3 separate regions of the Sus scrofa genome follow, and regions 1 and 3 are each linked to region 2. A link is a contact called in public HiChIP or PLAC-seq data. All regions are on one chromosome and are shown on one strand. Each heading gives the region's core, a stretch centred on a gene start, on an enhancer-like site or on the middle of the called end of the contact. The rest is flanking DNA. Distances are from core to core; before and after follow the strand shown. Region 1 overlaps RFTN1 (raftlin). Region 2 overlaps OXNAD1 (oxidoreductase NAD-binding domain-containing protein 1). Region 3 overlaps RFTN1 (raftlin).

What was found. HiChIP or PLAC-seq counts read pairs in DNA pulled down with a chosen protein or histone mark.
Region 1: an H3K27ac HiChIP or PLAC-seq map of alveolar macrophages shows a contact between it and region 2. The contact joins two enhancer-like sites. A contact is called at or near these places in 2 of 47 Hi-C or Micro-C datasets (embryonic fibroblasts and epiblast stem cells) and 2 of 2 datasets of contacts at active chromatin or transcription factors (alveolar macrophages and skeletal muscle).
Region 3: an H3K27ac HiChIP or PLAC-seq map of alveolar macrophages shows a contact between it and region 2. The contact joins two enhancer-like sites. A contact is called at or near these places in 1 of 47 Hi-C or Micro-C datasets (embryonic fibroblasts) and 1 of 2 datasets of contacts at active chromatin or transcription factors (alveolar macrophages).

What each region holds. Positions count from the first base shown.
Region 1 is chr13:3,647,108-3,650,151 of Sscrofa11.1, forward strand. The region is part of intron 2 of RFTN1 (raftlin); the gene reads right to left. Among named protein-coding and RNA genes, the nearest start is that of RFTN1, 26 kb to the right of the region's middle. Within about 2 kb of position 1,459, at least 8 of the 83 cell types and tissues checked have an H3K27ac peak or open chromatin away from gene starts, as enhancers often do. A contact at or near this core is called in alveolar macrophages, where this site is marked.
Region 2 is chr13:3,435,090-3,438,567 of Sscrofa11.1, forward strand. It overlaps OXNAD1 (oxidoreductase NAD-binding domain-containing protein 1), which reads left to right. Exons shown (of 8, transcript XM_001925300.5): 7 at 652-760; 8 at 1,431-1,985. The coding sequence ends at 1,585. Among named protein-coding and RNA genes, the nearest start is that of OXNAD1, 41 kb to the left of the region's middle. Within about 2 kb of position 1,257, at least 22 of the 83 cell types and tissues checked have an H3K27ac peak or open chromatin away from gene starts, as enhancers often do. A contact at or near this core is called in alveolar macrophages, where this site is marked.
Region 3 is chr13:3,581,404-3,584,489 of Sscrofa11.1, forward strand. The region is part of intron 3 of RFTN1 (raftlin); the gene reads right to left. Among named protein-coding and RNA genes, the nearest start is that of TRNAE-UUC, 12 kb to the left of the region's middle. Within about 2 kb of position 1,743, at least 6 of the 83 cell types and tissues checked have an H3K27ac peak or open chromatin away from gene starts, as enhancers often do. A contact at or near this core is called in alveolar macrophages, where this site is marked.

The sequences.
Region 1 (3,044 bases), core at 209-2,708, 210 kb after region 2:
ATCCGGTGCTGTCAGTGCCATGGCACTGGTTCGATCCCTAGCCTCTGAATTTCCACATGCTGTGGGCACAGCACCCCCCAAAATGAAACTACCAACACTCATCCAGTGTTGCTGAACTGTAAAACGACACACATCCTTTAGAAAACAGTTGGGCCGTTTCTTATAAAGATAAACATACATTTACTGAACAACCTGGCAATTCCACTCCTACATATTCACCCAAAAGAAATGAAAACATATGTCCACAAAAGACTTGCTCACAAATGTGCAATAGCAATTTTTTTTTCTTTTTTGACTGTGCCTGCAATATATAGAAGTTCCTGGGCCAGGCCAGGGATTGAACCCATGCCACAGCAGTGACAATGCCAGATCCTTAACCCACTGGGCCACTAGGGAACTCCCAGAGCAGTTTTTTCAATAACAGCTCCAAACTGGAAACAGCCCAAGTGTTGAACAGGAGGATGATTAAACAAATTATGGCACCACCAACAATGGACTATTACTCAGAAACACAAAGGAGTGAGCTTTTGATCTATACAATGGTGTGGTCGAATTCCAAAAGCATCATGCTATGCTAAAGAAGCCAGACACAAAGCACACATACTGTAGGATTCCGTTCCTATGTTATTCTTGAAGAAGCAAAACTCATCTACAGTGACAGAAAGCAAACCAGCAGCTGTCTGAGGCAGGAATTGGGGACAGGCATGAGGGAATCTTCTGGAGTAATGAAAAAGTTCTTTATCTTGAGTGTGGTGGTAATTACATGGGCGTTTACATTTAATGAAACTCATCAGGCCATACACCTCAAATGGGTGTATTTTATAGTATGTAAGTTATACCTCAACAGGTTTCATTTTTTGTTTTTTGTCTTTTTAGGGCTGCACCCATGGCATATGGAGGTTCCCAGGCTAGGGGTCAAATTGGAGCCGTAGCCGTTGGCCTACACCACAGCCACAGCAATGCCAGATCCGAGCCATGTCTATGATCTACACCACAGCTCACGGCAACACTGGATCCTTAATCCACTGAGTGACGCCAGGGATTGAACCGGCTCTTCATGGATGCTAGTCGGATTCGTTAATTGCTGAGCCATGACGGGAACTCCTTAAAGTTATTTTTTTATACTGAGACAATACCACTCAGCAGGCCTGGCAGGGTGGCACTGAGCCCTCCCTAAGGTGCAGTAGGAAAATCCTGTGCGAAGAGAGTCCACACAGAGAATACTGGATTCTGATTCCACTTACTACCCACTGTCTGTTGAGGCAACTTCCTCATCTGAAAAAAAAAAAAAAAGAAAAGAAAAGCTACCTTCCCTCTGGCTCTCTGGGCTGCTTGGATGATGGAGTGAGAGCGTCATGTAAAAAGGCTTTAAAACAGAGCATCCACCTGTGTAGACACCATGCCAGCCAGCCAGCTGCCCAGCAAACTCACTTCCTCCTCCACCCTCCCCGCCTCACTCCCTCCCCTGCCAGTCAGTCCCCCCACCGCTTCCTGATCTCTCATGACCCCGCCCACTTCCCTGGTCCCTAAGGCCACCCCTTCAGCTGAGGCTACCTTCACTCCTTGCCTAATTATTGCAATGGCTTCCAAATGCTTTCCTTCCCCCCCGCCTTTTTTTTTTTTTTTTTTTTTGCTTTTTAGGGCTGCACTTGCAGCATATGGAAGTTCCCAGGCCAGGGGATCGAATCGGAACTATAGCTGCCGGCCACAGCCACAGCCACAGCAACGCAGGATCCAAAGCGAATATGTGACCTACACCTCAGCTCACGGCAGCACCAGATCTCTGATCCACTGAGCAAAGCCAGTGATCAAACCCACATCCTCATGGATACTAGTCAGATTCGTTCCCACCGAGCCGCAACAGGAACTCCTCCCCCAGTTGTTTTGTTTTTGGCAGCACCTGTGGCATGGTAAAGTTCCTGGGCCAGGGAGCAAACCCACATCCCAGCAATGACCCAAGACAGCAGCGACAATATCAGGTCCTTAACCCATCAAGCCACCAGGGAACTCTATCCTCTCTCCTAGTTTTATCCCTACCATCCTTTTTTACTCTAAACCCAGAGCAGGCTTTCCAAAATACAAATTTGATCACATCACCTACCCTCTTCCCACCTTTAAGGCCTTCAGGGCTCTTTAGAGAGCCTAGACTCCTTAGTTTAAGGCCTAAGACCTTTAGTCATCTGGCCCCAACTTACTTTTCCCAAAGGCCACACTCTAACGAACTTGAACCACATACAGCTTCCCATTTATGCCATGTTGTCTCTGTGTTCTGGCCCCTCCCACAGGTTGACCCCTTTTCCTGAAAAGATCACCTCTTCCCACCCTCATTCTCCTACCTGGCTAACTCCAAATCCATCTGTCCTTGACGCACATACCACCCAACCAGACTGTGGGCCACGACATCCCCTCTGTCACCATCACTCTCACATCAAGTACTACAGTCACATGGTTCTTCACCTGTAAGATTTTACTTTTTCCATTTTTTTGAAGTTTTATTGAAGTATAGTTGATTTACAATGTTGTGATAATTTCTGCTGTACAACAAAGCGATTCAGTTATACACACATTCATTCTTTTTCAGATTCTTTTCCCACATAGATTATCACAGAATTTTGGGTAGAGTTCCCTGTGCTCTACAGCAGGTCCCCCTGGCCAGTCATTCCATATACCTCAGAGTGCATATGCCCATCCCAAGCCCTCAGTCCATCCCTCCCCTTCTATCTGTCCTCTTTGGCAACCATAAGTTTGTATGAAATCTTGAATTTTTTTTTCTTTTGCTTTTTAGGGCTGCATCACTGGCATGTGGAAGTTCCCAAGCTAGGTGTCGAATTGGAGCTGCAGCTGCCACCCTACCCTACAGCCACAGCAACACAGGAACTGAGCTGCATCTGTGACCTGCCAAATCCTTAACCCACTGAGTGGGCCAGGGATTGAACCCGAGTCCTTGTGGATACTAGTCGGGTTCGTTACCACTGAGCCACAGCAGGAACTCCTGAAACCTTAAATTTTATTTCATGTTTTCACCTGTAAGATGTTGAAACGAT
Region 2 (3,478 bases), core at 7-2,506:
ACCAAAGGCTTGAAAGGCTGGATCATGTTCATATGAGAATTAAACAGCACATCTTGCCCAAGACAATTAAAAAAGCTAGTGCTGAGGAGGTTCTTGGGGAAGTATCAGGAGGGCCAGGGCTGGCTGGCTCGGATCTGGAGGTGGACGAGCAGAAAAGCCACTGTGGCCCCGGGGTTCCCCAGAGAGTCAGGAGGCCTACGAATGGGTTTGATGGTGCAGGAGTAGATTGCACCCAGCTGGCTACGTGAAACCCTTATCAGTTGCATCTGTGGAAACTCTAGTCCCTTTGATGGGAGAAGGCTTTCACTCTTTGCAGCTGCAAAGATGAACAAAAGAACAGAAACAGTTAAAAGACACAACTGTGGTCAGTGAAACTGCTGCTTAATTGCCCACACTTGGGAGAAAGGAAAAAGAAAAAACTCCCGGAGAGTTAGTAATATGCTTGTTAGCATATTCAGATTTCAATTAAAGCCGCAGAGCCCTCCGTACTCGCAATGCTCCAGCCTGCTCGGCTGCAAACAATATCTCTAAGTGGAGAGCCGGGGCAGTAGACGTGTGCAGAATGGCAGGGGAGGCTCCGCGTCCGAGGGGGTGCACATCTGTTTTGATTTTTTAAAATTGTAGTGTGACCAAATATGTTTGACATTCCAGAAAAATATCCTCGATTTAGTAAATGAATTTCCTGAGAAGATTGCCTGCAGTTTGCATGTTACAAAGCAGACTACACAAATCAGTGCAGACCTCAAGCCATACATCACGGGTGAGTCCCCTGAAGATATTTTGACTACCTCCATGCCATTATTTTGTGGCTGTGCCAGTTGGTTGAGTAGATGCTTCATTGTTGGAAGTCACTGGCTGGGAATATCACTACCTGGGGAATTGAGAAGTGATTCATCAGGGAAAAATACGGGGAGATTAGTTGGATTTACTTATTACATATAGAGCTCCTATGGCCCATATTAAAAATTTATTCTCCATGTTTTTTAAGGGACCTTTGCATCATCACTGTAGTATGCATACAAAGACCGTATAGTCAGCTTTGATTGCATCAGTGCCATTTGCCATTAATAGTCATTTAGATTTCTCATGGTTTCCCTTTTTTGGAAGGGTTTCTCACAAAGCAGTTTATTTACTTTGTTGAAGGCAGTTTTGAATCTCTCCCAAAGATCAGCACACTCCCTGGTGCTGTCTGGATAGTGCATCATGCTCGGCTGCCCACAGCGCTGCTGTGAATTCAGGAAACCTGGAGACACGCTTCTGCTTCGGTCTGGCCTGGACACCAACAAGAGCCAGTTCGTGGATGACTCAGGACGCAACCCCCTGAGCTTAGTTATTGAAAATAAACACTGTTGCCAAGTTGTGGTTAGCCTTTCCTCTTTTTAATACAAACATGGCTGGCTTAATCTAGTGTCTGTTCTGTTTTTTGGTAGAAGGAAGACTAACGGAGAAGGAGATAAGAGATCATATTTCGAAAGAGACCTTGTTCTACCTTTGTGGCCCACCTCCGATGACAGACTTCTTCTCCAAGGAACTGGCGAGGAGCCACATTCCCAGAGAGCACATTTGCTTTGAGAAGTGGTGGTAGGGGGCAGGCAGAGGTGGAAAAGGGTGAATCAGGAGGGCCTCTAGGATAGTGACAGGCAGCATGCTCTGTGATTTGTGGCAGGATGAATTTACCTCTATCCAGTCTTATATTTTAAGGCTGTGAACTCAGTGACCAGTTGGAGAAGACAAGAAAAGCAGCTGACATACTTAAAGGCCTTTTGCCGAAAAGTTTATTGATGAAACTTTTTTTTACTACGTTGACTTTTATGAATGACTGATTAACTCATGTTGTACCTGGAATTGACCAATACAGGTTTCCTTTCCCCTTAAGGAAAAAAACATGAAAATATGGTTTGTGTGTGAAATGTAGGCTATATTTAAATTATTTTACAGCAGCTTCTCTATCTCATGTTGAATAAACTTAAACATATTCTTGATCATTTCACCTTGAAATTTTTTTTAATTTAAAAAAGTGTTTTTAATGATTTTAATTTTTTCCATTATAGCTGGCTTACACTGTTCTGTCAATTTTCTATAGCACGGCAAAGAGTCTTCACTTTAAAATTCTTTATATTCTTAGCATTAGTGTGGCCTATAGCCTTGCTTCTTCAGACCATTAAAGTTGGGTTTGGAAATAGGAAATTATTAGGAAACTGCTTTAGGGAATTGACTATCCAGCATATTTGCTTCATGTGAATGGATATCCTAAGTATATATACTAATTGTTCATTTCTTCTCAAAGGAAGCCTTTTCTGGGGTTTGTGTCTCGGCTGCCTATTTCAAAGCTGCATGTAGGAAGCAGCTTCTCATTTGGGATAAAGTCTAGGGTGACTTCTGTGTTCCCTGTGGAATCTGCCTTCAGTGGTGGGCTGGTTAGCTGTAGAACTGTGCTTAGGAATGATTAAGGGGTACAGAGCCATTTCCAAATCCTGCTTCTTTGCCTTTTATTTCGTTCTTCTTCCAGGTTGTTCCTGCCACAGCAGCTTCTCACATACCTGTTGAGTAACTGAAAGAAACTTCACACTTTACCGCTTGCTAAGCCTGGGGTCCAGGAAGCAGTCGCCAGGATAAGTGGAGAGAGTGGTGGAACACTGTCCTCAAGTCTGCTCAAGAAAACAGGCTGGGGAGTTCCCCTTATGGCACAGTGGGAATGAATCTGACTAATATCCATGAGGATGCGGGTTCAATCCTTGGCCTTTGCCCTGAGCTATGGCGTACATTGCAGGTGCGGCTCAGATCTGGCATTGCTGTGCCTGTGGTATAGGCTGGCAGCTGTAGCTCCGATTTGACCCTTAGCCTGGGAACTTCCATGTGCCACACCTGTGCCCTAAAAAGCAGAAAAAGGAGAAAGCAGGCTGGGGGGTTCCCATTGTGGCTCAGCAGAAATTGAACTCAGTGGGAGGACAGGGGGCCATCGAACTGACGGGAATATCAGAGTATGTTTAGGGAAGTGAACATCACCATTTCAGAGGGTAGGGGAATGTGAGAGGCTCTGGCCTCCTTACAGAGCCCTGGATCATCAGTTGGCCCCAGAGTGTCCAGGCTGGAGATTGGGCTCAAGGGCCGAGCGCTCAAGAGGCAGCGCATCGTAGTATGATGAAATTCAGGGATACGGGAGCAGCAGGGCCTTTCTGTGTTGGGAGTGGAGATGCAGGGGGAGCAGCATATGATGGGGGCCTGTGTGCCTGCTGTTGTCATAGAGCAAGGGCTACCTTTCCTGGAGATCCCAGCTCTGCCACCCGGCCAGCTACTCACTGTCACCAACTTCAGACTGCTGAGGGACCAGGTCATGACCTTTGGACCGTCGCTCCTTCCAGCTCTGTCCTTTCTGGGGCTGAGTGCTAAATGATATTTCTGGTCCATTGGTCAAGAATGTCCTTTGCCCTTGATTGCCCAGTCAGTCTTGATCTCTTTGGTCTTCACATTGAGTGCG
Region 3 (3,086 bases), core at 493-2,992, 150 kb after region 2:
CCTGAATACTCAGTAATGTAATGCATTTGAATTCCACTTATGGTCCACAAAGATTTCCCTTCCTTTGATGGGCACCCTTTGGATGTCTTTTAAAAAGAAAAAAAAAGTGAAAAATAACATACATATACCCTAGTGGCAAATCATTGCTATCTGGGCAATGAAAGGATCCTGTGTGTGTGTGTGTGTGTGTGTGTGTCCTTGTTTTCCATTACTTGGGTCCATACTGTGTGGCTACATTAACAAGATGCACTTTTGGCGGTTAAATATGTAAACCAAAGACAGATCCATCTTTTGATGAATTTATGGTCGTGTAGTGAAAGACAGCAAAATTCTAGGGCATGGTTTTATTCCACTCAATTCAGAAAAATTCTATTGAGCACACCTACTCAGCACCTGGCACTCTACGTAAGTAATTGAAATCTAAAAATGAAATACTAGGCGCAGTGGTTAACGAATCCGACTAGGAACCATGAGGTTGAGGGTTCGATCCCTACCCTTGCTCAGTGGATCAAGGTTCCGGTGTTGCCGTGAGCTGTGGTGTAGGTTGCAGACGCGGCTCGGATCCTGCGTTGCTGTGGCTCTGGCGTAGGCTGGCAGCTGCAGCTCCGATTAACCCCTAGCCTGGGAACCTCCATGTGCTTCAGGAGTGGCCCAAGAAATGGCAAAAAGACAAAAAAAAAAAAAAAAAAAGAAATACTTAGCGAGGGGGAGGGGAGGTGGACAGATATATGAAAAACAGTATTGGGAGGAGTTCCCTGTTGGCTCAGTGGGTTAAGGATCCAGTGTTGTCACTGCTGTGGTATGGGTTGATCCCTGGCCAGGGAACTTCCACATGCCACAGGCGCAGCCAAAAAAAACAATAAAAAAATAAAATAATAAGAGAAGTCTGATGATGTGTGAAAGGAGAAGCAGCAGCTCAAAGGATGGAGGATGGAGGCATTACACAGAAATCTTAAAGGCTGCAAGACAGCAGCCAGTGGGTAGTGTCAGGGAGATCCAATGTTGTTTTGTTTTTTGGGGTGTTTTTAGGGCTGCAGGTGCAGCATATAGAAGTTCCCAGGACAGGGATCGAATCAGAGCTACAGCTTCAGCAACTCGGGATCCAAGCTGCATCCGAGACTCACACCACAGCTCATGGCAACGCCAGATCCCCAACCCACTGAGAGAGGCCAGGGATCGAACCCACATCCTTATGGATACCAGTCGGGTTCGTTACCACTGAGCCACAATGGGAACTCCCACCAGTGTTATTTTGAAAGAGTGAAGCAACAGCTTAAATGAGAATTTGTCATGTAAAAATCCAGATTTCTGGTTTTTCTTTAAAAAAGTACAAGATCTGGCAATGCTTGGCAGCAATGGGGCAGAGTTAGGCATGGGCTCTCCAATACCTACACGCCCCCACTTAAGGTACCTGGCCCCACAGACATCTGGGTTTGTAAGCCCATCTTAGAACAAAGGCAGAGTCTTTTCAGATTCCTACCTCAAGAGGGAAAAGGTGAACATTCTCTGAGATTTGCTTTCCTGGAAACAAAACAGCAAGAAGCCAAACGACTTGTCTCTCTCTGCATCACCTGACACTGAGCGGCCAGACTGACACTCAGTTCAGACTCTGTGCTGCTCATAAGTCCTTGGTGTGATCAGAGAGGAAAAACTTCTCAGGCTCCAAGCATACAGTCAGTTTGAAACAGAGCAAACTCAGGACAGCTCTGTGTATCTCTTCTAGGAATCACTGGAAGCATCTCTTCTAAGAATAACTAAGCAAATGAGGACCCAGCAGCCAGGGCCTGGTCAGTAACAGGGAAGTGGGCGGGTTCTCATGGGGTCACCGACTCCCACGGTTTCCCACAGCTTCACCTTCTCTCCTGGCTTCTGGCTGCCCCATGAAGTACGGATGTACTGATGAAAGGGTCCTCCATCACCAGCAGCAGCCACTAATGTGATGCAACCAAACGGATGCCCTTCATCTCCTGCTGTGGATGTGGTCCGTTTTCCACTCAGGTCCCCTCCCCTCCTCCTCCTGGTGCTGTGCGTCCCCCAGCTTCTTTGGCTGCTGGAGCTGCTACTTTGCCTGGATGTGCCCCAAACCTGGAAGTGTCCTGGGGCAGCTCTCGGCCACTAGCTCCTGGAGGCAGGAGTATGAAAACCCATTCGCCAGCCTCAAATGGACCCCCCACCCCCTGAAGGACCAGCTGGCTCTTCCCCTTCCCTGCCCCTATCCCCCATTTCCACCCTAACTGATTCCTCCTGGGAGCGCTTCCTTAATAATCACTTGCATGTGCAGCCTCCTCTGGGGTCTGCATCTGAGAAAACCCCACCCAGACACATCCCCTCCCCTCCCCCACCCCAGGCCCTTCCAGTTACCACTCCCAGCCTCAGAGTCAAAAGCTCACTCAGACTTTGATTTGTCCTCTTCCTCCATGCTGCCTCTTTCCAGCTAGACATTAAATCCGCTGTTTCCTCCTATGGGACATATACTTCACCCTCTTACTCCCACTGACTGTAGCTACCCATCCTTCCCACTGGGACGGATGCCATGTTTTCCCATTTTCTTTCCCTCTTCGGCCTTTGAAAACACAGCACTTCTAACAGTTGTTCCTTTAAAACAAAACAAACATATTGCAGTGCTTCCCCACTGACTTCAGGATCAAGTTCAAACTCAGCTCCCGCCACCAGAGGCCTCCTGATCTAAGCCCCTGGGCTTCTCATGCCTTTTCCCCTCATTTCTCTCTGGACCTCATGCTACAGTCACCTCACATCCTCCGTGGTCTACTTTTCCAGGCTCCAGGCTGCCCTGGGCCAGTCTTGCTTCCTGGGAGGCCCTTCCCACCACTGGTGCACCTGTTCAAAATTACCCATCCGTCCAGACTTAGAGCAAATGGAAGCCACAGACCCTCTTGTTCTAAAGTCCCTTCATTAATAAATTTCAGGTGAGACGTAAAAACCAAGTCACATAGATTTGGCTGGGCATTCACACAATTTGCATATAGACTTTACATCCTCCTAGCAGATAGGTTTCTTGAGAGCTGGGAGCTCTTTAGAGTCATCTTTGCATACTTATCTTAGAAAAATCTAACCGAAAGGGCGGA